2 separate regions of the Mus musculus genome follow, and region 2 is linked to region 1. Evidence: chromatin contacts called from public Hi-C data. All regions are on one chromosome and are shown on one strand. Each heading gives the region's core, a stretch centred on a gene start, on an enhancer-like site or on the middle of the called end of the contact. The rest is flanking DNA. Distances are from core to core; before and after follow the strand shown. Region 1 has its middle 50 kb from the start of Gm38773. Region 2 overlaps Aass (aminoadipate-semialdehyde synthase).

What was found. A called contact is a pair of places that touch in the nucleus more often than the background predicts.
Region 2: a contact with region 1 is called in a Hi-C map of embryonic stem cells, with 1.8 times the contacts expected there. The contact joins two enhancer-like sites. A contact is called at or near these places in 1 of 484 Hi-C or Micro-C datasets (embryonic stem cells) and 2 of 115 datasets of contacts at active chromatin or transcription factors (both in embryonic stem cells).

Annotation. Positions count from the first base shown.
Region 1 is chr6:22,438,708-22,446,362 of GRCm38.p6, reverse strand. No RefSeq gene overlaps it. Among named protein-coding and RNA genes, the nearest start is that of Gm38773, 50 kb to the right of the region's middle. Within about 2 kb of position 2,607, at least 75 of the 459 cell types and tissues checked have an H3K27ac peak or open chromatin away from gene starts, as enhancers often do. A contact at or near this core is called in embryonic stem cells, where this site is marked.
Region 2 is chr6:23,086,763-23,094,417 of GRCm38.p6, reverse strand. Aass (aminoadipate-semialdehyde synthase) reads left to right here. Exons shown (of 24, transcript NM_013930.4): 14 at 107-228; 15 at 396-522; 16 at 1,844-1,954; 17 at 2,045-2,153; 18 at 3,079-3,219. Among named protein-coding and RNA genes, the nearest start is that of Aass, 42 kb to the left of the region's middle. Within about 2 kb of position 3,872, at least 6 of the 459 cell types and tissues checked have an H3K27ac peak or open chromatin away from gene starts, as enhancers often do. A contact at or near this core is called in embryonic stem cells, where this site is marked.

The sequences.
Region 1 (7,655 bases), core at 1,358-3,857:
TCACGTTATCCTCAGATCATGTGGCTTCCTGAGACCTGCGTGCACTCAGATTCCAGGTATTACAAGCCTGGGGAAGGGTCAGAAGTCAAAGTAGGGTTTCAATTGCATGCACATTGCTTTTGCTCTGCTGTAAGATGAAGAACCGTACCATAAACCATTACAAGCCTAAGACCATCCGTATGTACAGTTGGTGCACACGAAGTGTGAATTCAGCCACGGACTCTGCTGAATGCTTGACAGGCAGTCAGTCTATTTTAGCAGACTATGTCAACTCCAAAGCCAAATGAGCTTGCTTTAAATGAGATGACCTTCAGCGTAGGGAGCTAAGGAAAAGGATTAAAGTCCTAAGTGAATGTGTGTTATTGAAACAGGCCTTGGACTCATGGGTAATTGGCAAACCCAGTTCTCGAATGGGCCAGGTTCAGAAAGACAAAGCCTGAGCTGGAGAGATAGCTCAGAGGTTAAGAGCACTTCCAGAGATCCTGAGTTCAATTCCCAGCCACCACACGGTGGCTCACAACCGTCTTTAATGGGGATACGATGCCCTCTTCCATTGTGTCTGAAGACAGCAATGATGTATCCACATACATGAAACAAATGAAAGAAGGAAAGAAAGAAAGAAAGAAAGAAAGAAAGAAAGAAAGAAAGAAAGAAAGAGAGAGAGAGAGAGAGAGAGAGTGGGAGGGAGGGAGGGAGGGAGAAAGAAAGAAAGAAAGAAAGAAAGAAAGAAAGAAAGAAAGAAAGAAAGAAAGAAAGAAAAGCAGACAAAGCTCTCCTCTGTCCAAGTATGAGTGCTTTCTGAGGACTGACCAGTTGGTACAAAAACCAGCAACAGCAGCTTCCTTTTCAGATGCACTGCTTGTCTATGTAGAGAGTGGACAACTGAGAGTGGACGACTCCTCCTCCTGTGCTGAGGTCCCTTGTTGGGATGGTGGCAGGTGCCATTCCATCAGACCGTGCATACCTTTCCTGACTCCAGCTTTTCTATATGTGCATCTGTCCTCCCTTCAATTCATCGTTGGAGTTCTAGGACCCAAGCAGTATGGCACACTCTACTTGAGCAAGCTACTTTTGCTTCTGCTTTATTACCTGCAAGACAGAAAGGATAACAAAGCCTATCTCAGGAAGATGTTGCAGTAAGCGAGGTATTCCTTGGAAAGTGCTGAGTGTCCAGACTTTGACCTTGCTGCCACTAAGAAGGAGATTACCTAGGGGAGAGCCTTCTGACCTTGATGGCTCTATTTGCTCTTCTCCAAGACTCTGCTTCCTGCTGAAATGTCCTTGAGGCAGTCCGGAGACACACCCTGTAGATCGCCTACAGGCTGGCCCCAGGCACCAAGAATGGGCTGGGGGGTGGGGGGGAATGGGCCTACCCTCTTTATAAGCACGGACTCTCAGTAAACTTCAGAGGCCTTGAACAGAAACATGTCTTGGCCTCCATTATTTCTCTCGTAGTTCTCTCCCATACAGCTCCGGCCTCCCATTCAGGAACCCAGTTAGTGTGGCCGCAGTCGGCTACAACTGAGAACATGGTCCAGTCCATAGTAAGGGCTTTGTGTGTTCAACTTGTGGCTTTAGACAAAGCAAATACTTCAATCTGAAGAACAGTTGTGGCTAGCTCTGTCCTAAAGCTGGAGAAACAGAAGCACAGAGTAAGGATACGTTTCCCAGTGTCAAGATGTAACACACACAGTCAGGCCAAGGCACTGGTTTTTCCACCTGCCTATTCCCCGCCTCTCCCTGGAACAGCTTTTGAAGGCTAAAGTATACATCAAGAAGGTGAGCAAAACAATAACCCACGTCACGACCTGTTTTCTCCTTAAATCAAAGAGGATGTGAAGCCCTGGTTGTAATTCGTCTTTCACATTTGAGGTCTCTGAAAGGAAAAGCGCGGTTTAATAGAAAGAGCACTCCCTGTCACGCACCTTGCCAGACTCTCGCTGCTTATAGACAGGTTGTGCGAGTTCTCTGAGCGTGCCTGGTCACTCAAGATACCACAGAGCCACCGACAACACGCCTTGTTCTGCCGCCTCAATGGCATAACATACACACAAACACAGTCATGACTGTAGGCAAATATGCTAGAAAGACTTGACCCTTCTTAAAGTATGTAGGCTGTTTAAACAGTACCTAGAGCTGTTGTGTGAAGCTGAGTGGTAAGTTCACAGAGATGACATGGGAGAAAAACCTCACACTGGTAGAAGTGTAGAGAGTAGTGGCTGGAATTGAATTCCCACCCATCCAGTTGCATAGCCTGCCCTCTGAATGGTGAAGCTACTTTAAGATCAGATTATACCTTGAATAAATGCAAGCCATTATTTTCCAGAAAACAAAAAACCTTCATTTTCTGGCTCACCAGCTGAGCTGTTCTTTGCTTGGGTTATATGCTCTGGACGTTTAATTTCCTCCCTTTTGTGAGTGGAAAACCGGATGGCTGCCCTATCCTTCCCACAGCACTTCCCCCACTCTCCCCGATCCAGGGCCCTGTCATTCCGACTCTTGTTCACACACTACCATTCATTGTGCAGGTGGGTGGAGCAGGAAGGTGACGACTCCTGGGCAGACACTACTCAGATCAGTCACAGCAGCTCCGGTTACACATCTAGAGATCCACATGCCCAGTTGGATTCAGTTTACCAAGTCAGCTCTGTGGCCCAGCGCTGTGTGGACTCTCCCAGTCTACCATAGAGCAGTCAGAAATGAGCAGACCACGGGACTACTGGATTTTAAGACAAACAAACACAGTGTAGTTCTGCAGCTCTACCCAAAGGATACCTGCAGCTTCAAACTGGGCTATCTGTTCTTCTCTAATCAGCCTCCTACCCTCCCCACTCCATCCCATCTCCTGGATGTCTTTAGTAGCAACATCCTCCTTTCATGTTAGACCTTCCCTTTGTCCCACACCATCACATTTGAGCCTCACAGCTAAGAAGAGGACAGAGCTCGAGCACAGATGCCTGTCATTCTGTATGGAACATCAGAGCTATTTTTGCTATTCTACAGCTGCCTTTACAGCATTAGCCTTGTCAAAACAACCCCTCTGCGTTATTAATATTAACTGAAAGGCATAATCAACTGACAGAGCATGAAAAGTATTTTTTTCTCTTTCTCTCTCATTAAACGGGAATGTTCCTTAGTCTGGTTTGATATTCTCATTGTTTTCCTCTTTGTCATTTAAAATCTAATGGTGTGCTTTACGCTAGTTTGTATTTTATCTTCCAGCTACAAGACATCTTGCTAAATATAGTCATACACATTTTAATGTTTTAACGATTTGTAAAGATAGCGACTCATTATTTAAATTATTTTTTGGATGAACATGAGATAGCTTTAAGTGACAAATTACTTTTTAATTATATTGGTATTATTTGGTTCCTAGGGCTCTTTTACCATGGATACAAATGTTGGCACTGCAAAATGCCTTAGAGCTAAAGTCCTGCCTAGACTTCCAAGTCCATGCTTTTCTTCCTGCTCGGTGGGTCAATCCAATACTGGGGGAGAGGAGACGGAGCAAAGGGCAGTGTCTGACTATGGGTTCGCCCCTGGCTTGGAGTTCACCAAGTAGACTAAGCTGGAGTCATAAATTGCAACACTCCTTCTGTCTTTGTTTCCATGGTGCTGGTGGGTGACCAGCCACAGCCAGTTTAACACGACCTTTAAAAATCAGATAAAGCCCGGCGTGGTGGCTCACACCTTTAATCCCAGCACTCAGGATGCAGAGGCGGGCGGATTTCTCAGGTCAAGGCCAGCCTGGTCTACAAAGTGAGTTCCAGGACAGCCAGAGCTATGCAGAGAAACCCTGTCTCGGAAGAAAAAAAAAATAAAAAAATAAAAAAATAAAAATAAAATAAAAATGAAGCTCACTTCCGTCTGTGTTCTGAATCCTGAGCCTCTTAAGACTCCAGCCATCCTTTCCCACCTGGACCCTGCTTCTTCCCTATGACTCAAGATAGCCAAATGGGTCTCTGAAATACAGATGCCTCCCACATCAAACGACATACAGACAGACCCCCAAAGTGATTCTTCCTGCACTAAAAAGGCACACACCTATCTTAAGCCCCTGAAAATATATATTTACAACTATATATCATATGAAAATCTAGCATCTTTGTTCCCTCTTCAAACCCCAGCCTGCTGGTTTTTATCTGGGCAGCCAGGGTGGGGTTGTTTAGCCTCTCTGGTCCTTTCTTGTTTGTTGCTTTTGCCTCTGTTGGGCTGAATGCTAGGCCAGTGGCAATTTATTAAGTCCTTATAATCCTGGGCAAACAGCCTTGAGGGGTTCGTCCAAGTGTTGTAGAAGTCTCTAGGGAAATAATGCTCTCCTCTCTGTTGTCTGTCATAGAACTTACTTTCAAAGTAGCCGTGTGCACACAAACATAGCCCTTCCTTCTAGTTCCTTATGTTTGCAAGGTACTTGCAGCTGAGTCATGGCATGACCTGCCACTAACCCTACCCCCCACCCCCGCCCCCAAAATAGTTTTACAAAGTCAAAGCTACTAGGTAAATGAAACTTTTCGTACATTAACTTCAAAATATAAGTCAGTGGTTTTTTGTTGTTGTTGTTGTTTTTTAAAGATTTATTTATTATATGCAAGTACACTGTAGCTGTCTTCAGACACACCAGAAGAGGGCATCAGATCTCATTACAGATGGTTGTGAGCCACCATGTGGTTGCTGAGATTTGAACTCAGGTGACCTTTGGAAGAGCAGTCAGTACTCTTACCTGCTGAGCCATCTCTCCAGCCCCTGTAAGTCAGTGTTTTTATTCAAAAATACTTGTTTCAAAACATGGCCACACCAGATTTGGAGAAGAAAATGAAGAGAGCTTAGAACATCTTATTATGCTAAATGCAAGAACTTAACCAAATAATAATAAGGACACACGGTACCAGGAGTCCCTACTTCTCCCCATCAGACCGGCAATGGTGTTCACTTAACCTTTTCCCCATCTCTGCTTCTGCTTCCACTAGGGCCTCCTAGAAGTCTTTGAACTCCTTGAACACTAACCCATTTAAAACTATTTGTAGCCTGCACATATACAGTTATATGTAGATATAACTAATATGTTATCTGAGAATTGATATTAGTAACTAAGAATAAAAGAATCCATGCTTGCATCTTAATGGTCGTTACTAAGAGAATTCAAGACTACCACAGAAAATGAAGCCAATAAAACACACAAACCGCCGGGTGTGGTGGCACACGCCTTTAATCCCAGCACTTGGGAGGCAGAGGCAGGTGGATTTCTGAAGCCAGCCTGGTCTACAAAATGAGTTCCAGGACAGCCAGGGCTATACAGAGAAACCCTGTCTCAGAAAAAAACAAAAACAAAAAAAGCCCCCACACACAAACCTTCAGAATTCACCACTAATCAATAAATTCTGACATTGTGCAAAGATGCAGAAATGTCCATCTATGTTTCTGGCCTGGTATACTAGTAAAAACCCCTCACAGGTGTGCCCTCCTTTTTGTGTTTTACTTCATTCCAGATGTAGTCACGTTAACAACAAAGGATAGCCATTGCAAAGACTAAATGATTCTCCACAAAATAAACTCATACATTGAAGCCGTAGCCCTCTAGAGCCTCAGAACATGACTACATTTGAAGATAAGGTTCTCCCAGAGCTCATTAGTTAAAACAAAGTTCATTTGTTTGTTTTGCTTTTGAGATAGGCTCTCACTGTGTAGCCCTGTCTGGCCTGGAACCTACTATGTAGACCAGGCTGGCCTGGAACTCACAGAGATCCAATTGCCTCTGTCTCCCAAATGCTGGGATTAAAGGCATGTGCCACTTCCGCTCTAAAATAATTATCTTAAGGTGGCTCCCGATTCGTTTATATCCTGTTACTTGAAAGAGTTCCACCATGCTAAGAAACACCAGAAGCTATCTGCAAAGAGGGCTGCCAGGACTCAGAGTCGTCTGCAAACCAGTGGGGAAGATCTTTCTGGAGAAATGAAGCCAGCTGACAGCCTAGTTTAAACTCACTCTTACTCCCCAAACGGTGGGTAAATAAGTTTCTGTTAGTTAAGCCATCAGTCTGAGACATTTTGTTACAAAGGCCTTAGCCGACTTGTACAAAGGTTTTTCATGGGATTTTGATTTTTATTTATTTTGTTTATTTACTTATTTATTTATTGCCTAATAACCACAGTAGTAACTACAATCAAAGGAGTCAGCCCCACCCAGATCATTTCAATGGCTCTGCACCTCAGTGGAAAAGGAAGACGGAAGCAACCGAAGACAAACGCATCTGCTAATGAACGCCGTCTGGAAGGCCTTCCGTTTGCCCCGCCCACACAAGGAATGTAGGGCCTTGTTCTTAGCTGTTGTACAAAACACATGATGACTGCACAATGACTGAAAAAGGTCCTTATTCAAATCATCAGAATTCTCAGGATTGCTGGGAAGGTCAACAAACCGGACTTCAGGCTGTTTCCAAAATACAGCACTAAACTCACAACAGACGTGGTCTGGTTAAAAAAGCTTAGCCAACGTTGCTGCTTTCCTACTAGGGGCTGATGGGAACTTGGCAGCAGCCACGCTGTGGTGTCCATTTTATGTCAGGAGCTCCACCTTGGATCCAATGGGGAACTTCACTGCTACGGCCAGAATGAGAGGTTAATTTATTGGCTGACACAAGGTCCTGGGCAAATGAACGCTTCCCCAGAACGTGAGAAACCTCGCTTTGCTTCTCACAGACAGCGTGGGTCCAGTGCCTTTTTTTTTATTCCTGGTGGCAAGCCGGGGAGTCTGAACTATGACACTGAAGAGAGAGGATCTGGTGTGTGGGAGTGTTCCCAGATGCAAGACGTTCTTTCAAAGATGAAACGATAACCTTTAAAGTCACAGCTGCATAGTCAGAGGCCACTTGAGTGCCCATGATGTCCACCGGGCACTAACCTCCACTTTATTCTCAATGTCCAGCTTAAAGAAGAACAAAACTACCATTATTATCTTCATGGCATGTATTCATATTTTTCTGAGTAGTACTTTGATATGCTGTATAACGATCAATCAGGGTGGTTACCATCTCCAATTCCTTAAATCTCTGAGACATTTTTAATTAGCACATGGCAATTATATACCTCTAAAGTAAGGTATAACATTCCAATACCTGTGTACCATGGAAACTGATCTAATCAGAGTTAACATTTCTGTTTCCTTATTATTTCTTTATGACCCTTGAGTGCCTCTTCTACTTATTCACAAAGCATGCAGTCCTACTGTAAACTACACGCACACCACTGTGCAGTAGCCCACAAGGACTTATCAGTTCTAGGCTTGATCAATATTCAGCTAGAATTGTTTCCCCAAATGCCATCTTCCTTGAGTCTAGATAAAACCCTCACTTCAGTGTCTAGAAAAACACTCATGCCTTTTTCTCTGACACAACAAAAAAATCAGATTAAGGCAGAAACTGTAACCCTATGTCCTTTCTGATAGCTGATTTTAGATGACTTGCAAATGGTGTCTGTTAATGAATTATTTTGTTGAAATCAATTCAGTGTAGCCTAAAACAATTGCTAAAGGAAGATTACTCTCTAAATCTTGGGCAAAATATTATTTCTCACTCACAATGAAAACATTGTAACATATATGCATTTTCTTTTACTATTAATGAAATGATCAGCTGTATTTTGAAAGTCAAATTAAT
Region 2 (7,655 bases), core at 2,623-5,122, 650 kb before region 1:
TTTGTTGCTTCAGCATGTAAGTTTCTGTTGTGTTTGGAGATCACACGATTTTGTTATTTAAAAGAGATAAACTTAATTATCGGCTTTCCCCTTATTTTTCAAACAGAGAACGCATTCAATTCCTTTCAATGAGTACCAAGAAGAAGGTTTTGGTCCTTGGGTCTGGCTATGTATCTGGGCCTGTTTTGGAATATCTGTCAAGAGACAACAATATAGAAATAACACTAGGTAATGAGTTGTTTTTATTTTTAAAGAATAAAAACTAATTCCATTGCCTGTTGAATATGAACCTTAGATGATTTTTTACCTCTAAGTTTTGAAAAGTTGTGGAGCTATGAAAATGTCTCCAGTGGAATGAAATCTCTAAAAAGTGGATTTTTGTATTCTTGAAATAGGCTCTGACATGACCAACCAAATGCAGCAGCTGAGCAAGAAATACAACATTAACCCTGTCAGTTTGACTGTTGGCAAGCAAGAGGCAAAGCTGCAATCCCTGGTGGAATCCCAGGATCTTGTGATCAGGTAGTGGGCAACAAAAAGTTCTCTGTGCATCTTTTTTTTTTTAAGATTTATTTATTTTATGTATATGAATACACTGTAGCTGTCATCAGGACACACCAAAAGAGGGCATCAGATCCCATTACAGATGGTTGTGAGCCACCATGTGGTTGCTGGGAATTGAACTCAGGACCTCTGGAAGAGCAGTCAGTGCTCTTAAATGCTGAGCCATCTCTCCAGCCCTGCATCTGGTTGTTTTAATCTTCTCTTATTTTCTCCCTGTCTCTCTTTCCTCCTTGCTTTTTCTTTCTCTGTCTTCTCTCATAAACATTTTATTGGAAGAACATATGTATGAAAATATAAATAAGTATGAGAATGGTGTGATGTGGTGGTACTTTCCTGTATTTTCAGCACTTGCTTGAGGCTAAGAGAGGAAAATTGAAAGTTTGAGGCCAGTCTGGGCTAATTGGTAAATTTTTTTTGTCTCTGACTCTTTGTTTCAATATTCTCTCTGTCTCTTGTCTTTTTGTCTCACCATCTATCTCTCAATATCTTTCTCTCTCACATTCTTCCTCTTGCATGTGTATGTTTATTTGCACACTCACGGGTGAGCAAACAAACACACATACACTCACACTCTTGAATCAAAAAATCACAGTTATGTTGCCCAGTAAATTGCTGCAACATTAATACATTTTCTAACCACTATCCACATCAAGGAACAATGTTGATAATATCCTACAAGCCCTCTTATTAACCTTTGTAAACTTGTTGACTCTATCCCAGAAGCACTGTTCTTTCTTCTAACATCTAGATTAGCTTTTTGCATGTCTTCAAAGTTTGTAGAATTGGATTATTCAGTATGTCCTTGTTTGTGACTGCCTTCATTCATTTGATATTGTGATTATGAGAACCGGCTGTGTATTCTTTACTGTGTGAACTTTGATGGAATTTTGTTGTTTTGATTTGGGCTGTTATGAACATGCTGCTAGACACCCTTCAGTGTTTGCCTTGTGCTTTTAGTGTTAGGAAACTAGAAATAGAATTTCTGAATTATGAGATATTTGTGATTCAGATGATATGTTACATGCATACATAGACAAGCATAATGAGCGAATGTAACAAAAAGAAAAAGAAAAACTACAGAAAGGGTTAGTGAAGAGCACTGTATGGTAGACAGCAGGACAAATCTGCTCTGTAATTCAGAAGTCCTTGGTCATTTCTGAGAGAATTCTTTAATTTGGGCGTTTTCTTAGGACTGAGCTGTGGTATAGTTCAAGCATCCTGGAAGGGGAGAGAGGACTGGGAACCAAAGCTTCTGAATCTCTTCTCCCTCTGTTTTCAGCTTGTTGCCTTATGTGCTTCATCCTGTGGTGGCCAAAGCCTGCATCGAAAGCAGGGTTAATATGGTCACTGCAAGCTATATTACACCAGCCATGAAAGAACTGGAAAAGAGGTAAGCCACCGCCTCCAGTAAGGTGCCACCTCGGGATCGTTCCTCTTCTGTGTCTGACTTTTCCATTTTCTTCTTTTCTACCTGTGGCAGTGTGGATGATGCTGGCATTACAGTCATTGGTGAGTTGGGATTAGACCCTGGTCTTGATCACATGTTGGCAATGGAAACAATTGATACTGCCAAAGAGCTGGGAGCCACGGTGAGCAGATATCCCCTCAGGGGATATAGGATTGTCTTTTGCTTCTCATTAGTGATTTGCTAGACTACAGCTCTTACTTTGGCTAGGAATTACAAAAACTACAGAACCTACAGATACATCTGAAGAGTCAAACAACAACTTAGATCTTAGTAACAGTTCTAGAGAAATAGATGTTATTGTAATCATTTTGTTTCTTAAAGATTTTGCCTTTGAGACAGATTCTTTGATAATACTTTGCATTTAGAAGTTAGAAAAAAACCTTTGGGATTTTTGTCTGTTGTTTAATTAAGTAATTACATAAGACAAAGAATAACTGTATATGTATATATGGTCACTCAAATTAAGTGATTTGGAGTTTTCACATATATATATATTTTTTTTTTGGATATAAAACTTATAAGAACTGACAAAGAAAAAGTGAATCAATAGTTGAATTTTTATTTATTTATTTAAAAGATTTGTTTTATTTTCATTTATGTGTATGTATATGTTTGCATGTACATATACACACATGTGTGGATGTCCTCAGAGGCTATAAGGGGGTATTGGATTTTCTAATTAGGCTGGGATTACAGGAGGTTGTAAGCTGCCTGGCATGGGAATGAAGCATGGTTCTCTGCGAGGGCAGTAAGCACTCTTAAGTACTGACCTATCTCTGCAGCTCTAACAGTTGAATTTTTAATGAAAATTTAGCTATTATCTCTAGCAGAGTTTATATATTTTTATATACATATATATGTGTGTGCATCTGTATATAGAATCTGTGTTAATAAGTGTCTTCAAGGATGTATATTTAAAAGCCTCAATAACTTAAAAAAATAAATAATGGTATCATATTCACCAGATTGATATCATTAACCCTAATTAATAACTTAATAATTAGTCTTCTTAATATTACTGATTTCATTTATTTCTCAATTTGCAGGTTGAGTCTTATGTTTCCTACTGTGGTGGCCTTCCGGCCCCTGAACATTCAGATAATCCCTTGCGATACAAATTCAGCTGGAGTCCAGTGGGAGTCTTGATGAACATAATGCAGCCTGCTAGCTATCTGCTCAATGGGAAGGTAAGATAGGTGCATCATGGGAGCCTTAGAGATAAACACCTGCAGTGGTGGCCAAAGCTGTTGCGGCCGGCCAGCGGCTCACATGTCTGGGTTCTAGTCTGGAAAGGCATCTTGAAATCTGCAAGAGAAGGGGGGGTGGGGGGCTAGGCGGCGTGATAAAGATGGAACCAAGACAACCAGTCTGATCAAGATTCGATTTTACTATTTCCGACACTGGGTTATGAAGCAGGGGAAGGGGCCCATTCCCACCAAATCATCCTGGAGTAAAGTTGCAGGTGACCACGTGTTTGACTCTGGAACAGCAAAGCAGCAGGCCTCAGCAGTGGGAGTGGCAGAATGGTAGGGCGGCAAGCTCCGCCCCGATGCTCTCTTCTGAAACCTGAGCAAACAGGTTTCAGGCTGGGGAGGTTACATCTCCTCCCTGTTGTTAATATAAAAAAGAAAAGGCTAGGTTGAGGCATAAAATTTATTTATGCCCTATAGTTCTGCCTGAATTCTTAGGGCCTAAGGAAGAAACTTATCTTAGTGGGATTTCTTAACTTTTCTTATGGAAAACTGTATCTGGATAGGACTGTCTTTTCTGTCCTAGTAAACATCTAGTAGACTAGTCCTGAGGTGTTGGCTCTGTCTTTTAAATGTTAATTAGTTACTGAATAGGTAACTTCCTAGTTGAAATTTTTACTGAATACCAAGTAGTCAGCTGCACAGTCCTTCTAGGGCGTTGGGACACTGGCAAGGACTGACTGTACGAATATGAAAGGCACTTTATTATGATAACACTGAAGGAGAGTACATGGATTTTCCTCCACATTCTTGGATGATAGGTGGGGAACAGAGAGGAGGGGGTGACGACTGGCTCCGTAGTACAGGGCCAATTGGCTTTTTAGGGTGGGAGGCTGTGAAGGGCTTGCCCTTCTAATGGTATGGTCTCCAACCTCTCTCTCCTCTATTAATTAAGCTTAATAAGGCCACGCTTAACTGAGGTGATCAAATGATTTTCTCATCCTTAGATGAGTGGGCTTTAACCATGGCTGGGGGGATATTGACCTGATTCCTCCCGTGGGTGCTGTCATGACCCACACTTGTGGCTCTTGGTATCTTTTGGGGAGGGGATGCAGAACCTTAGAAAGATATTCTTGAATGTAACGAACTAGATACCAACCTCCATCCAAACCGGGTGTATCTCACAGGGAACTCAGAAATGGTCAAGCTGGACCTTCCCCTGCAGTAAATTTCTGCACCCAAGATGGTACTCATACTGTATTTGTATGATCACTAATCAGTATGCACAGTTCTGAGTACTGTGCAGCTCCTAAAGGAGAATTGTCAACCTCAGATTTAGCAAGGCCTCGACAAGAATTATGTCACTAGTAACACCACTATTTGTGGCTCTTAGGCTATATTAGGAGCTGAAGGTCACCCTCTTCATCTCTGTTATTTCCACAGTCTGAGGAACTAAGGGGACCTTGCAATAACAGCAAGGGTGGAAAACCAGAGACCAGCTAAGAGACTAAGCCCGTCTATCAGAATAAAAACCAATTTCTTTTAGTATTTGAAATTTTCACCTTTCTAGCCCTAGTAGCAAACCTAAATCTCAAATCAGACTGAAAGCCAGAATACGTGCTGGAATGTCTTTAGAATGAAAATAGCAGCTGCCACCTGCATGCTCTTGGGGGCGGGGATGCACAACCGCTGCAGTCAGGCTGAAGGTGTTGATTGACCTGCTTGAAAGACAAAAATCTTAGACAGTGAAGAGTAACATCACAAAGCTTCTTTTGGGAAAGTCCTGGTACTTTATTCAGTTGCAAATAGCAAGGCTCAAGCTCAGTCTCTGGGCTGGTTTTAGAATTAGTAAAAAGGCCAGAGATTTTCTGGAAGTGGGGGCTGTGTTCAGAATTAACTTTGTTAGGTAACTAAGAATTTTAGTTATTTACAATAGGAATTTCTAATATTGGACTAAATATTAGACCAGTCTAAGATTGAGTTAGAATGACTGGCCACACTGAAGAAAAGAGAAAAATCATTATGACTTTATTAAATGACTAATCTTACTAAGTCAGAATATACAGTCTCTGATGTTCTTTTGCCATAAAGTTAAAAGGCTTGAAGCTAGTCTAAACTGGAAAAATGGCAAGCAAGAATGGATCTAAAACATGAACCCAATTTAGTTTCCTAGTCACTTCAGTCAGGGCACTGAGTCAACTTACCTGCCAGCTTGTCACACGAATTAAACATCATGCTTCTGTAGCGTTCTGTGGAGAGAACCTGTTTTTTCCCTTCCCTAATAAGGTAGCTGTTTAGGATCAATCTGTAAGCCAATAAGTAGATCCTTTTAAGATACTATAAAGCATTTATAAAGAATATAAATATAAAGAATTTACTTTGACCTCTAAATTTCAAAATTTGAAAATAAAGGTATGATTTAAATATGTGCATGGAAATGTACTAAATAGTATGTACGGGGATATAATTTCCCCCTTCTTTGTCTTTTAAGAAGTTAAAGTTTTAAAGTTTTACAATATCTAATCCTTCGATTTAATAACTTGTTGACAAAACATTTTAAATACTTGACTGTAAAGGGCAGTGACTAATTGCACTTTCAATCGTTTCTCTTAAGGAGCGGTTGTAACTAGAAAGCTTAAAAAGTTATTAAGAGTCACATGTGCATAATTTATTTATTTATTAACTAGAAATAAGAGCATTTATTTGTAGCAAATTATTAAGTATAAGTCCTAAAGAATTAACACTATTATGTGGGAACAAGTAGTAACTGAGGACACTAGAAGGAAAGAATTATACATGCACAATTTTCAAGAATACTAAACTATTATCTTAAACCATAACTGTTATGAATATACAAAGAACAAGGTTATATATCCAATCTATCTTATATGTATGACCTATAGACTGTGTGAGATATAAATCTAGCCTGGCATTGTTTTAAAATGTCTAGGCAATTAGAACAATTTAATAAATGTCTAAAGATTGCCTTCTTAAGAGGACAGCATTTTTTCTATGTGTTGTATATGCATAAGCAATTGCAAATTTGAGAATTAATAGCATCTGAGGGATGAACAATCTTAAGCAATTGTGAGCTTTGAGATATAACATTGACTATTAATATACAAATCAAGGTTTGATTGCTCAGCATTTTAAAACAACATCTATAGCACACAGCTAGATTATTTGTGTTGAAACAGGGGGAAACTTAAGAGACTAAGCATGTGATCTAATTCACATTTACTTATGTCTCATATAGGGGTTATTATTAAACACAATAATTGGGATGTATGCATGCATGAATTTATAAAGATATAAAAGCATGCATAAAACCAATTTTTAACTTATCTTTGGGATATTGATTGTTAATATATTTAAAATGATGGTATGTAATAGGTCAGTTATTAATATTTGGTAATAACCAAATAAATTGCTGTATTGAACAAGGAACATACACTAGTCAGGTTTTTAAGACACATTTTTTTGTTATAGGTTTTCTAAAAATATACGAATATACAATTCTTTATTAGAACCACAGTTGAAACTGTGTTTTGAGGTGAAAACCACTTCAACCTTGGCCATCTGCCCTTGGCCTTTCTCTCAGGCAGAAGAGGCTGAAGGCAGCCCAATTTATTGTAGGCCAGAAAACTTACTCTGGGTCTTAGTGAGAACGATATGGCTAGTCTGGTCGGGACATGTGGAGGCTCATGGGGCAAAGGTGAACGTGGCCCTCTCCTTCGTTGTAAGGCTGCCCACCTTATGGAGGCCTCTCACACCACTATAGCTCTGGGAAACTGTGTGTCTCAAGGCCCCGTGCCACAGCAGCCAGTAGCTAGCTGGGTCCACGTGGGCCAGCGATTGGCTGGGAGGATGAGAAAATGACTTTACAATAATGTTTTCTCTTGCCAAAGAATTGTTTTGGGCACAGCTAATATTTAATTACCATTGATTATAATTAGTAACAATTGTAAAAGCTATCTTTATTTTTTGCAAAACTTTCTGTAGTAAACTAAAACCCTAAGTAATAAAAAGATATTGTCTCTGAATCTTTTGGGTGAGAGCAAGGATTTAAAGTAAACTTCTCTTGAGAGGCATTAGCTAATAAAACATTTTCCACTTAGGAAACAATATACATTGAAAGATTAAAACTCTTGGCTTCTTGTATAGAAGCAGAAATGATAAATTTTTTTTACATAATGTAGATTAATATTTAGCCATGTTAGAGACAAAATATTTTAGTTATTGCAAACTCACTAGAAGCAAAACCTTTACAATCATTAAGATGCAAAGGAGAAAGAAAAAGAAACTTTTGGATCTATAATAACTATATAAAAAGTAGGCAAACCAGATTGTAATGCCTTGATAAATTTCACAATCTGATTGACTCTTTATAAACTATGAATGTGAACTTCATTAAAACAGCATCTGGCTAGATC